Regions from separate parts of the Zea mays genome. Here all the other regions are linked to region 1. A link is a contact called in public Hi-C and HiChIP or PLAC-seq data. All regions are on one chromosome and are shown on one strand. Each heading gives the region's core, a stretch centred on a gene start, on an enhancer-like site or on the middle of the called end of the contact. The rest is flanking DNA. Distances are from core to core; before and after follow the strand shown.

The links. A called contact is a pair of places that touch in the nucleus more often than the background predicts. HiChIP or PLAC-seq counts read pairs in DNA pulled down with a chosen protein or histone mark.
Region 2: a contact with region 1 is called in an H3K4me3 HiChIP or PLAC-seq map of leaf, with 5 times the contacts expected there. The contact joins the enhancer-like site here to the promoter of LOC100283580 in region 1. A contact is called at or near these places in 4 of 25 Hi-C or Micro-C datasets (leaf and tassel) and 2 of 3 datasets of contacts at active chromatin or transcription factors (leaf and seedling).
Region 3: a Hi-C map of leaf shows a contact between it and region 1, with 8 times the contacts expected there. The contact joins the promoter of LOC100193617 here to the promoter of LOC100283580 in region 1. A contact is called at or near these places in 9 of 25 Hi-C or Micro-C datasets (bundle sheath, ear, endosperm and 4 more) and 2 of 3 datasets of contacts at active chromatin or transcription factors (leaf and seedling).

What each region holds. Positions count from the first base shown.
Region 1 is chr5:163,355,167-163,359,368 of Zm-B73-REFERENCE-NAM-5.0, forward strand. LOC100283580 reads right to left here and starts at 2,225. Exons shown (of 10, transcript NM_001156481.1): 1 at 1,836-2,225; 2 at 1,594-1,723; 3 at 1,194-1,441; 4 at 873-1,097. The coding sequence starts at 2,080.
Region 2 is chr5:163,653,366-163,657,567 of Zm-B73-REFERENCE-NAM-5.0, forward strand. LOC100193617 reads left to right here. Exons shown (of 22, transcript NM_001358847.1): 21 at 211-334; 22 at 429-1,098. The coding sequence ends at 580. Among protein-coding and RNA genes, the nearest start is that of LOC118471960, 12 kb to the right of the region's middle. Within about 2 kb of position 1,971, at least 20 of the 20 cell types and tissues checked have an H3K27ac peak or open chromatin away from gene starts, as enhancers often do. A contact at or near this core is called in leaf, seedling and tassel, where this site is marked.
Region 3 is chr5:163,632,000-163,636,201 of Zm-B73-REFERENCE-NAM-5.0, forward strand. LOC100193617 reads left to right here and starts at 2,119. Exons shown (of 22, transcript NM_001358847.1): 1 at 2,119-2,399. The coding sequence starts at 2,310.

The sequences.
Region 1 (4,202 bases), core at 975-3,474:
GTCTCTATACGACTCTCTATACATATTGTTTTTAGGCTCTTCACTACATTTATGCTCTAGGGAGCTCAGGATTGTATTGTGAAGTTTCTTAGTTGTCTCTTATACATAGTAAACCATTCAAAGGGCTCAGGGTTGTACATGGGGGCGCACATGAAGAGTAAACCAAGGCATTGACATTTAAAGCTATAAAGACAAGGACCTGGAACTCGGGAATATTACATTAAACAGATGAAAGTAATGACTAATGAGCATAAACCAACTTATGACAAACAATTCATGCATCAAGATCAAACTTTAATGAATCATGCCAAGAAAAGAGTCAACTTTTATGTCTATGACATACTGGTCAAAGCTTCTATATTCAGTAGATTTCTTTCAAATTTTTAAGGAAATATATTTTGGATCAAATTTCAATGAACCATGACTAGGAAACATGCAAAGCTTTTATGTCTAGGAAATACTGTCAAAGCTTTGGGTGCTGGATCGGTCAACTCTCTTAACTATCAGATATATTAATAGAGAGCCTACTCCACTAGCTAATATTGAAGGCTTGACATTTTTTGCTTTTTTCAAACAAAGAAATGTCATTCCACACTCCACACTTTGACCCTCATCATCATACAAATAAATCGATGGAATCCGCTCTTCCATGTATAGAGAAAAGTATAAACAGCAGGTCACAGTCACAGCAGAGCCGCAGCTGATAAGCCATGGCAAGGAAGACCCCTGAATTTATCAAAGAAACTAACTAGCCGCCAACAAAGACTGCCAAGAGAGCAGCTGAAGGAACATTCGCACAAAGTAGACATGAGACGAAGAAAATAGATATGACGATGATGTAAACGGGGGAAAACAGAACAGAGACCACATACACGTTGGGCACCAACGGCGTCGTCTTTACTTTGGGCTGTACCACATTCCCGATAGCGAAGATGCCACCACCACGCACAGTGTCCAAGCAGTGAGCAAAAATCTTCCTCACTCTACGAGCAGCAGCCAACTGCGATAGCATCGACGAATCCGACTGGCCGAACCCAAGAATCCCATCAAGGGCCTGGTTCGAGGATCCCAAATCCCCACCAAGCTGAGCACCACACCTGCAGAAGCATAACGAGAAGAGAGGCAGAATTAACGGACGAGTACAAACGAGTGGTCCCCTGGCCAGGTGCAGGCACTTGTTCCAAAAGGCTCACCCAAAGGTGATGCTGGCATTGGACGTGGTGGTCTGGCCGTTGCCGGACACCTGGTTGTACTGCACGAAGTCTGTGACGTAGAAGCCGGTGGTTGTGCTCCCATCTCCGTAGGTGATCCTGAACTGGCACGGCGACGACGTCGAGGGGCACGTGGGGGGCACGCCGCCCGCGCTGTTGGCAACGCAGAACTCCTGCTCGCACCCCACCGTGGTCCCGCTCCCAGCCGGATCGTACTGCGTCAGCTCTATCTGCAACCAAACCAACGCGCAGGGAAGGACGATTCTTCACGACAAAAATCATCACACCAAGCAGGCAAGGACCATAGGGACAAGCATGGCATGGGAGCATCGCGCATGGCCTGGTGTGGCCTGGCCATGGAGATGGTCAGATGGAGCAGTACCCCAAGTCCGCTTCTGGTGGGGCAGCCATCGCAGCGGATGCAGTTGACCCAGAGGATATCGCTGCCGGTGTCCACCTGCACGTAGTAGCCCTTGGGCGGCGAGCCGATCTCGATCCGGGTGTAGTACAGGCTGTGCTGCGAAGACCCCCAGTCAGACACGCCAAGAAAAGCATACTACTGACCTATGGGGAAGCTGCAGCCAGAAAAACAGCGCGCGCCGGCGAGGCTGATAGGTCACCTACCCGGTATCTGTGGGGAGCCCGACGCCGCCGAGGGCCAAGTCGACGGCGCCAAGGAGCCGGCCGTGGCGGTTGGCGTCATGCCTCCGCAGCGCCGCGAGGTGCTCCGCCACACCCCGTCCTCCGTGGCGCGGGAACTTGCGGCGCACCTGGAAGACGCCGGTGGCGGACGCGCACCCCACCGACAGCGCAAAGAGGAGGACGAGGAGCACCGAGAAGAAGCTGGAAGCGCGGGGCGCCGGTGCCATCGATCTGATCGGGCTATGGGTTTGCTTAGCCCGGAGGACACTCCAGAGTCCAGACAGCTAGCCGGGGTATGTGTATCGGTGTATCCGCGTTCGGCGATGACGCCGGCCGAAAAGGAGGAAAAGATGAGGAGGCCAAGTGAAAATTGAATCGGCGTTGCTTTCAACGGTCGGTGTTTAAACCAGACCTCTCCCACTCAGCCACTCCGATGTTTAAAAGCTGACTTTCACATCTTAGGCCAGCTCTAATCATTCATCCCACATTTCTCACTCAATCTATACTTTATATTATACTTTACTATATGTCTCTAAAAATATTATCTCCATATACAAGTATACTTTACTATATGTCTCTAAAAAATATTATCTCCATATGCATGATGTCTCTAACCATTCTCCATATACAGCTCCCTCTATATATTATAATTAAATTATTTAGCATTTTTCATTATTTTTTGAAGTTTAAAAAATCCAAGACTATTTGTACTATGATAATGCACATTATTATCAGGTGACAAAACGTAAATAAGATTAATATTGCAAATAAATAGAGTAATTGGAGAATATGGGGAGATTGAAACTCACTCCATATATGGAGTAGCTTTCTCTCACCCCATATATGAGACACTATGGGAGGAAACGTTGGAGCGGTTGTCCCCTATAGTACACTGTGTTTGGGGTGGGTGGGGATGAAAACCATCGGTAAACGCTAAAACCGTTACCATTTTTATATTTTTTTTATCGAAACGAAATTAAAAACAATAACTCCGAAAACTAAAATGATATCGGTATTTTAGAAACATCGAAAACGAAAGTTCGACATGAAAAATACACTGGTAATAATCAAAGTCTAAAATATGATTGATAAACATATCAATATAAAAATATCTCAGTATAACAAGTTCACAATATAACAAAGTTGACAAATATCACAAAGACCACAAGTTCACAATATACCAAGTTCATAAATATCACAAACTCATAATATAAAAGTTCACAAAGATTACAATTTCATAATATAACAAGTTCATAAAGATCACAAATTTACAGACTCAAAGTTCAAAGTTCACAAATTCACAATATAATAGGGTTCACAATTCCGAGACACAAAAATCTGTAATTTCATACATAGGGTTCATACATGCAAGATTTATGGGTTTAACATGCAACAGTGTCCATCTAAGTGTTCATATGCTCATCTAAAAAAAGAAAAAAAAATCAAGTAAAAATAATATCCACTCGTTCTAGCTGACATGGCATGCTTACTCGAGTTTTTTTCTGACATAAAGAGTTATCTTTATCAGTCTCGCAATGAAATCCTAGAATATAGTGTGTGGAAAAGGTTGGCTCTCGACTCCCAAGAATTATATATTACTAATACATACCATTTGTATAGAAAAGGATAGATTTGTTCGAGAGACCAAATCATCAATCCCAATATACTTACAACACCATTTACCCTAAAAAATTCTCAATGAGTTCAAAAAAATACAAAAGAAGTAACCCTCGTGTAGAGATGTACAAGCGGTACGTCAAATCACCTATAGGAGGAGAAATACCTAGCTAGACTCTTTATGGGTTGTGATCGAGTTGTTGGTATGTTGGGAAATTCTGAAAAATTCCGAGACACAATTCTGGAAAAACACGAGAGAAATCAATAACCAAAGAAAACGGACGGTAAAATAACACGTTGATTTTGATTCCGGTAGAAAATTCAAAAACCTGATTTTGTTTCCGAACCGTTACCAATGAATCTAACTGAAAAAATCAAAATTGGTTTTCAAAATATCAAAAAAAAAAATAAATTGTTTTCCTCTCGGTGGGTAGGGGTGGGGGTATTGTTGGACATGACCTTAGTCCATATACGCGGGGAGGGGTGGGGGTATCGTTGGACATGACCTTAGTCCATATACACATAGAATGCATGCTCTATTTTAATCATCTTAAGGCGATCTCCAACGACCTCTCTACTCCACTCCATATTTTAAACTACAGCATCTCTATCTCAACTTTTGTCAGCTTAGATCAGCGCTACATCAACTTTTTTATAAAATTTTATTTAAAATAAAACATGATATTTTATTGAAACAAAAAAATTATATGAGTGATAATTAAACAAGTTAAA
Region 2 (4,202 bases), core at 721-3,220, 300 kb after region 1:
TTCTTGCTTGCCTCTAATCCCCACATGGCTTACATATAATATCCTCCCTGACTAATGACTCCCTATAATTTCTCTGTTCTGTCCTATTATCCCTCCAACTTTCCAAACTAACCCAATCAGCTAACTAGGGAAGGCTGAACAGATTTGACTCTAATTGAGGCGTGACCCTTGTGCTTGATAATTTGATCGTTCATTTTTATAATCCTCCAGGCTAGAGGCTTCCAACCAGCCGACGAGGATGATGACTCAGATGATGATTTCAGTGACGATGAGGAGCTACACTCACCAATAGATGAGGTGGATCCGTTCATTTTCTTTGTAGAAACTGTTCAAGGTAAACTGTGTTCTTTGCTAATAGATGTTTGTTCTCACTTGGAAAAAAAAAATCTGGCTGAGTTCCTCATAAATTGCCTGTCCGTTTGTCACAGCTTTGCAGGCATCTGATCCTGCCAGGTTCCAGAACCTTATGCAGACATTGGATTTCCGTTATCAGGCGCTTGCTAGTGGCATAGGACAACATGCCGAGCAAAGAAAAATTGAAATTGAGAGAGAGAAATCTGAGAAGGCAAATGCACAGTGACATAATAAATCATTTCTGGCCGCCCTTGTTTTTGCCATTTTGCCAGTATAAGCCATTGGTGTCTGGTCAATTCCCTGTGATTTGCAGGTCGCTGGTATGAGTTTTGCAGCCTTAGCCAACCTTTAAGGGTAGGACAATTTTAGGCTCGCAAAATTCTATCCTTGTGAGGAAGCATCTTGGATAATCTGTCACGTCGGCCATGTTCTTCGTGGCCTGTTGTTGCCGTCTTGGTTGCGCAAGAAAGTTTCTCTCGAGGACAGTTGCTCCGTCTTGTTGAATTTTTTTTTGGGGGGGGGCTTGTAAGAGCATTTGTTATAGAAACTCACCTCAGGTGGTGGGGTTGCATTCTCCGAGTTGTCAAAGTTTATTACTGGTTCGGAGTAGATTGTATATGGTTTCGGTTGGTAAGACAACGGTTGTACGAGCTGCGGTATATGTTTTTTTTTGTCAACAGGACATTGTAATTGGGTTTTGTTCTTTGGTCGGCGAGAGCAAGAAAAATTGGCATTGTTCTGCGGAGTTACCTTGTTTGGTTTCATTGTCCACTTGCCTGTGTTGCAAAATTATATAATGTTATAGAAATTGGATGGTGTAGCATATATATATACATATAATGATACTTGCAGTGATATTATAATGTTGAAAACTGGGCATTGTTCAAAATGGCACGGCAACCATATTGTTCATTGCACAAGTGTATATGTATAGACAGGATCTGAATGTTTGCAGGACATTGCACAAGTGTATATGTATAGACAGGATCTGAATGTTTGCATCCTGCAAAGTTCAGTGCACTGCACAAGTCGGTTGAGACCTTTATACATGCTTTAGCTTTCATGATCGGGCAACCCCTGCGCTCCAAACCGGAGCTGTGCCCAAGCGTCGATAAGAAAACCGTAGCGGTGAGCGGTGTTCAAAAACCGATAAGACCAAGAACAGCTTCTGCTTTCGGGTTTGTTTGGGTAATCTTGGATTGAAGTGGATTGATGTGGTATAAGGTGTATTGAAGTATAATATGAACTAATTTCCCTTTCAATTTCTAAAATACACTTCAATCCTTATTTATCCAAACAAGGCTTTCATGAGCGGGTAACCCCTTCGGCTCCGAATCCGATCGGTGCTCATGTGTAATATGAACAAAGTTTCGAATACACATGTGCGGAGAAAGGAAAGGAAACGTGAAGAAAGCTGAGGCAGACGTTGCAAGCTACACGGACACGCACCTACATCGCATCAATCCCACAAAAGCAATTTTGCTGACGCCCACGCCAGCCAGACTACAAAGGAAAAGGAGAAATTGCCAATACATATAGATCGGTGCCGTCTGGTCGTGTACCACTGCACCGGTCTGCCTGGGCGGAGCTGACGGATGTCTTGCGGCGCAGCTATTCCAAGAGCTGCATGCGCGCGTGTCGCCGAGGGACACGACCGCAGCCAATGGCTTTCACCTTGTGGTGTACTCCTACCGGTCAGTTTGGGACCAGGGGTCCTTCTCGACTGCATAGCTTGTCCACTCGTTCCCACAGTAGAGTAGAGTAGACCAGGGCCTGGTGGCGCCGCTTGAGGTGAAAGAGAGCGTCAGATCGCGAGAGACCTAACGATAGGAGCGAGACGTGACCGCTCGAGGTGACGCAGCTCGGCATAGCCATGGTTATCTCCAGCAAATTACATATATTACTATATATTTAAAAATCCACTATCTCTATATTTAAAACTACACTACGTAACACTATTGTTTATAGTAAAAAACAAGAACGACTTTGATACCACCTATATCGTACTCGGTTTCAAAAGACAAATCAAATACAAACTATATACGTGACAGGATCAAAACTCACATACACAAACGACTACATAAATACAGGACCAAACTCACATACACAACGGCTACATAAATGACATATCATTGTACAATGCTCGAAATAAAATAGATATTTTACATAACATTATGCAGCAACACTTACGCGAAAACGGAAGCATAGAAAGACAAGGGAGAACATGTCACTCCACATACATCTGACTTGGGGAGATCGTAGACCTAGCCTTCATGCTTCACAAAGTCTTGGAACTCTTGGAAATTGCTTCAGCAACTTCTCCTAAGCAAAGGTTGCACCGAGGGCAACTAGGTGTTTATGTGAAATTATTTATTATTAGTAGAAGCCAAGTTTTAGCATAATCCCATGAACCACATCCTCCTTAGAGATGGTAATGGGGACCCGATCCCTGATTTCCCATGGGTAATTCCTCTATTAGGGGATGTGTATGGGGTCAATTTGATCCCCACGAGGGATCCTTATGGTACAAAATCATTCCCCTATCGGGTCTAGCGGGGTCAGGTATGGTTACCCACTCCCCATCCCCGTAACCCACCCTGTTAAGCGGATAGTGTACCATGTTAGTGTTACTGTGTACGCGTGGCAGGCCCAACCAATGACCCAAATGGCCAACCCAAGACCCAACATGTGAGTCTACTCAAGTCCTTGTGACCTATGCCCATGGCTTGACCTAGCGCAGCGCCGCCGCTTTAACACCACGCCACAGCCGTCGCTATAGCGTCGCACCGCCGTCGAAGGGGGAGCACTGAAGCACCAAAGGTCGATGGTCTCAGAGGGGGGAGCAGAGCACCGGAGGCCGGAGCAGCCGCACATGGAGGTCGGCGACGAGTCGGCCGAAGGCCGTAGCAGCCACACATGGAGATCGACTACGCTTCGACATCACTCCATTGCGGGATTTTTGGTCTTTACAACGATGTCGTCCACGTAGACCTCCAAGTTACGTCCGACTTGGTCGGTGAAGCAGTGGCACATGCGCCTCTGGTACGTAGCTCCAACGCTCTTCAAGCCGAACGACATGGAGACGTAGCGGAACATGGCGAAGAGGGTAATGAAGGTGGTGGCATGTTGGTCGGTCTCATCATGGCGATTTGGTGGTAGCTCGAGTATGCGTCCAGGAAGGAAAGGAACTCACACCCGATGGTCGAGTCTATGGCCTGATTGACACATGGGAGAGGGAAGGGTCTTTGGGGCATGCTTTATTGAGCCCTATTTAGTCGACGCACATCCTCCAATTCCCATTCTTCTTCTTAACAAGCACATGATTCGTTATCCACACTAGGTGGTGTATTTCCCTTATGAATCCCACCGCCACAATCCTTGCTACCTCTTCGCCAATGGCCTTGCGCTTTTCTTCATCAAAATAACGAAGCCGCTAGGTGACTGGCCTGGCCGTAGGCTAGATATCTAGGGAGTGTTTGTCGACCTCCCTCGAGATTCCTGGCATATCTGTGGTCTTCCAGGCAAAAACATCGCGGTTGGCCCGGAGGAAATCGATAAGGGCACTAGGCTTGTGTTCGAGCCTTTTGTTGTTTGATGGCCATTGAAGTGAGGGAAGGGGGACCTCGCTCTTGCTAGTTTGTTGTGAACAACGAAGACTACCTCTACTTTTGTTATTTGACTATGATCAGTGAAGGTAACCTTTTCTTTTGTTGCATTGCCAGTGGAGTGTGCCTTCATTGCCGTGGACTTGAGAGTAGGCTATGATTAGGTGCTCATCTTCTTGGGATGCATCGCGGGCTTGTTTTCTGTAGTGGATATGGTGGGTGCCAAATGTTGGATTCTTACAG
Region 3 (4,202 bases), core at 869-3,368, 280 kb after region 1:
AACGATCCTACAGACCCAACGAACACGGACAGAGGCTAATTACCGCGGTTCAGGGGAGGAGATGCCTCCGGCCACGTGAGCGGTGAGGTCGCGGCGACGGTCCCACGGCGGTGAAGACTCCCCGCGCACCAGGTCGCCAGTCCAGCGCGGAGAGGTTGCAACTGAGTACTTGAAGCAGGCCAAGCTCTCCCGGCTGGTGCCCGATGGTTCGACGGCGAGCATGGTCAGCGGCGGCACTCGTCATTTTCTTCTCTCATTCTCCCCTGTTCTTGTGACCGCGGCAGCTTGCGACGGCGATGAATTGGTGGCTGGTGAGAGGTTGAGAATAAAGGAGGGAGAAGAAGAGGTGCACGGGTTGCCCTTTGTACCCAGCCCAGAGGGGGTCATCCCGGTCAGCCCATGCCCGCGAATTTCGCGGCGGAGCTGTTGCATCAGCCGATCTCCACGGCGGGTGGGCGAAACTGGGGAACATGGTGACTGACAGCGTTCTATTGGAGGGGGATTGACGCAAAGAGGACGTAGAGCCCCAGGGTAATCCCTTACGATCGCGCGGGGGTCAGTTCGTTGCGTCGTCAACCGATTCCGAGGATCGCGCAAGGATGGAGCTCGCCCGGGTCGCGCGGGCGAAGGAAGGGGGCGAGTCTGACGTCCTGGGTCCACGCGCCAGTGGCGGGGAATGCGGATTGGGCTGCGCGGGGGCAGAAGCTAAATGGGCCAAAATGGAGTTGAAGCGGCCCAGGAGCGCCCAGCGCGAGTTTTTTTTCTTTTTCTTTTGTATTCTCTCTTTTCTTTTCTGATTTCCTTTTTTTCTCATTTTGAATTTCAAATTTTGACTTTTAAATTTTTTTGTTTTGGACTCGTTCATATTTCAATTGTACAAATTCAAATCTAGTGATGAACACGGTATAATGTTTTATGTAGGTATTTCCTTCATGGCATCTTTCCTCTCTTTCTTTATTATTTCAAATTCTAAATTGTAAACCAAGTCTTAATTCCCATTTATGTAATCACTATTTTCAGTGAATGCACTCACACAAAATAAATTCAGCATGATGCATATTTTATTAAGGAATTATCCACTTTACCTTTGCCTTCTAATACTTTTCATGAATGAAAAGGTACTACACATGAAGATTTATTTCTTTCTCTTATATTTCAAAGTTGGGTATTACAGTGGACGCCCTCCTTGCGTCCTTATAGAGTAGTAGAGATTGAATCTAGGGATGACAAGGATGACAATGAGTAATTCGCTGTCGGGGAATACCTCCCCATCTCCTTCCTCACGACATAAAAACTTCCCCAGGGATATCCACAAACGCTTGCAGGGTGCATTTCTTCCCCATCTTCTACGGGATAAATCCACGACGGAGATTTAAGTGGGGATTGGGATCCCGCTTAAATTATAATTAGGATATAGATTCTTTGTTATTAACGCAAAACATCATTACTTCTATATATTGTGAGATGTAAGAAATTATTATGTGTACATAAAAAATAACACATTTGTACAATGAGTAATCTCTTGATAAGATAATTAATTAATTTTATTATTAAGTAGTATACGAAAACATCGTCATGTGCATGTTTAACGGGTCTCCGCGAGGAACGAGATGGGGAATCCGTCTTTGTTTACCGAGTTTCCGCGTTTACATCTCCATGAGGTCTAGTTTGCTAGTCAAAGTTTATTCAATCCCCTTCGATTTTGTAGCCCCTCTAATCCCTTTTAATTTTGTGACTCCTAAATTATCCCTAAAGGAAAACTCCATCTTCTAATGTAAAGGAAAACTCCATCTTCTAATGTAGGAATTTCGACCAATCGGCGTTTGGCGTGTCTAATCCAAAACGAGCGAAATGATAGAGGCGCTGTAACCAGGCAACCAGCTGTGAGCTGTCTCTCTGCGGCTCTGTGCTTGCCCCGGCAGGTGACCCCTGCTGGCAGCCGCAGCCACCAGCGAGGCCGGTCAGTCCGGCACAGAGGATCTCCTGACTGCTGGGTCCGATCTGTCAGCATAACATCCCATGGTCACCAACCCACCCTTCGCGCCGCACCCGGACCAAACCCTAGGGTTAAATACATTTTGATCCCTGCCTCTCTCCCGCACGCCCCCGCCCCGAAGACCTCGCGACGCCAAAAAGGAGGAGAGACCGCCACCCCCACGCCCGCACGGCCCACTCAGCGCTCTCCACCCCCGTCCCCTCGCGGCGGCGGCGGAGCCCGAGCCTGAGTCCTGCCCCCCCGGGCTAGGTTGGTCTCCGCCTCCGCCCTCCAGTCTCTTTGGCACAACCTGCAGCCGCTGGCGCAGGTGGACATGGATCTGCCAAGCCTCGCCGTCGTGCTGCGCGCCGCGCTCAGTCACGTTCCTGAGGAGCGCAAAGCTGCAGAGGAGAGTCTCAACCAGGTGAGCGCCTCGTCGCCTTCCGTAGTCTCGTCACCCGATGGTGGACCTCAGCTCCTCCTCAGTATCCAAACCCCTCTGAAGGCGTCTTGTTACTGTTTGATCGCGAGTCGATAGCTGGGTCTTCGAGGTGATCCGCGCGCGAATCTGGGGGCTCGATGTGCGCGAATCTGGGAGGTCGATACTTCGAGCGCTTGGTTTTTTTTCCAGGGGGCCTTTGTATTCGTCGTTGGTGCTCTGATTATTCCGATGCACAGGGTTCGTGTGTGTTTTCGTGGTATCGTGCTCGGTACTTGTGCAAGTTTCACTGCTGTACTGCGGTAATTTGGTACTGACTGTACTGTTGCAGCGGGTTTGAGTTGTTAGGTTCATTAAGTTTTCTGGGGTCTCCTACAGTAATATCAGTTACACTGCGAGGCGATGCCAAAAAGTTGGTGACTCGATTAACTGTTCGAGCACAGATAGGTTAGCGGGTCAACATATTCAAATGGGCTACATAGTCGATCACAATATGAAGGTGTCGTTTTTGAAATCCGTACTGGTGTTCCAAAGTATCCCATTATTTGTTTTATTGTTATCGTGATTACAAATTCTGTTTGGCAGTTGCAAAGGATTAAAACTGAGGTTAGGGTGCTAACTTTTGGTGGTTGTTCCAATTTCGCTTTTAATAGTACATTTACCACAAAACATTTTCGTTTTTTGGGTCAGCTGATTGGATTGGCTTAAAAGCTTCCAGTTGTGATACTTGTGTAACATATATTGGTCAAGATGGTGCACTGAGTGTTGTTTGCTCAGTCTTTGATTATTTGATGAGCTTTCTAAGTAATTTGATGCATTTTCTAGTGGGAATAATTAGATTTATACCATTAAAAGATTGCAACTTTAGATATATACCATGGGCTCCACATGTCATTGACTCATGTGAACCCCACACGTAAGTGAGATAGCAATGGTATATATCTAAAGTTGTAATCTTTTAACGGTACATATCCAACTTTCCCTTTCTAGTGTCATGATCAGTTCATGGTAATTTAGAGGTATCCTGTACCTTTTGAATTGTAATTTAGAAAGATGAACACATTCTGCTTAGGGTTAATTCTCTGTGTGTGATCAAATGCTTTGATTTGGCATTAAAAAGTGAAGGACACCCCTATTCCTCCAATTCATCTTCTTTAGCCCCTACGTGCCACCTATATCAAATGGAATTGGTAGTAGGTAATACACAAGTAATCGAGAATTCAGTTTTTGTCCCATCGTGTACTGTTGCAAGGCAATAAACAAGATGAAGTGATGGTTTAGGAGGGGGACCATAACTTTCCAGTGGCAATTTGAGATCTCCAGTAACATTCGGTGGCACACAATTATCATGGTTGCCATATATGCTGTGAATTGTTTGAACTTGTTTGGGCCTCTCTACATGACAACATCTGACACCCTTGCATGACAACGTATCCCTGGCTGTCTGAAGTACAATTTGGAATCCTATACAACAAGAGGCCATGATGTTGACATGGTTTCATTTCAATATTGTTGGAGCTTGTGTTAGATTGCAATGTCAGTGGGTGACTTGGGAGGCTGTGTGGATGCTGGCCATGTAGTGAGCTTGGGGCTGTAGCGAGGTATCAAGGGAAAGCTTTCCTCTTGATCTTCTTGTGTTGATACAAGCAACAGTGCCTACTGATCTAGTACCTTTTCTGCGATTTTCACTTCCAATGGCACCTGCATTCAAGCATTGGACAATATGGAGGATATAGATTCTGCAATTGCACAAACAAATATCAATTTAGTGGGGACATAACCACTTGA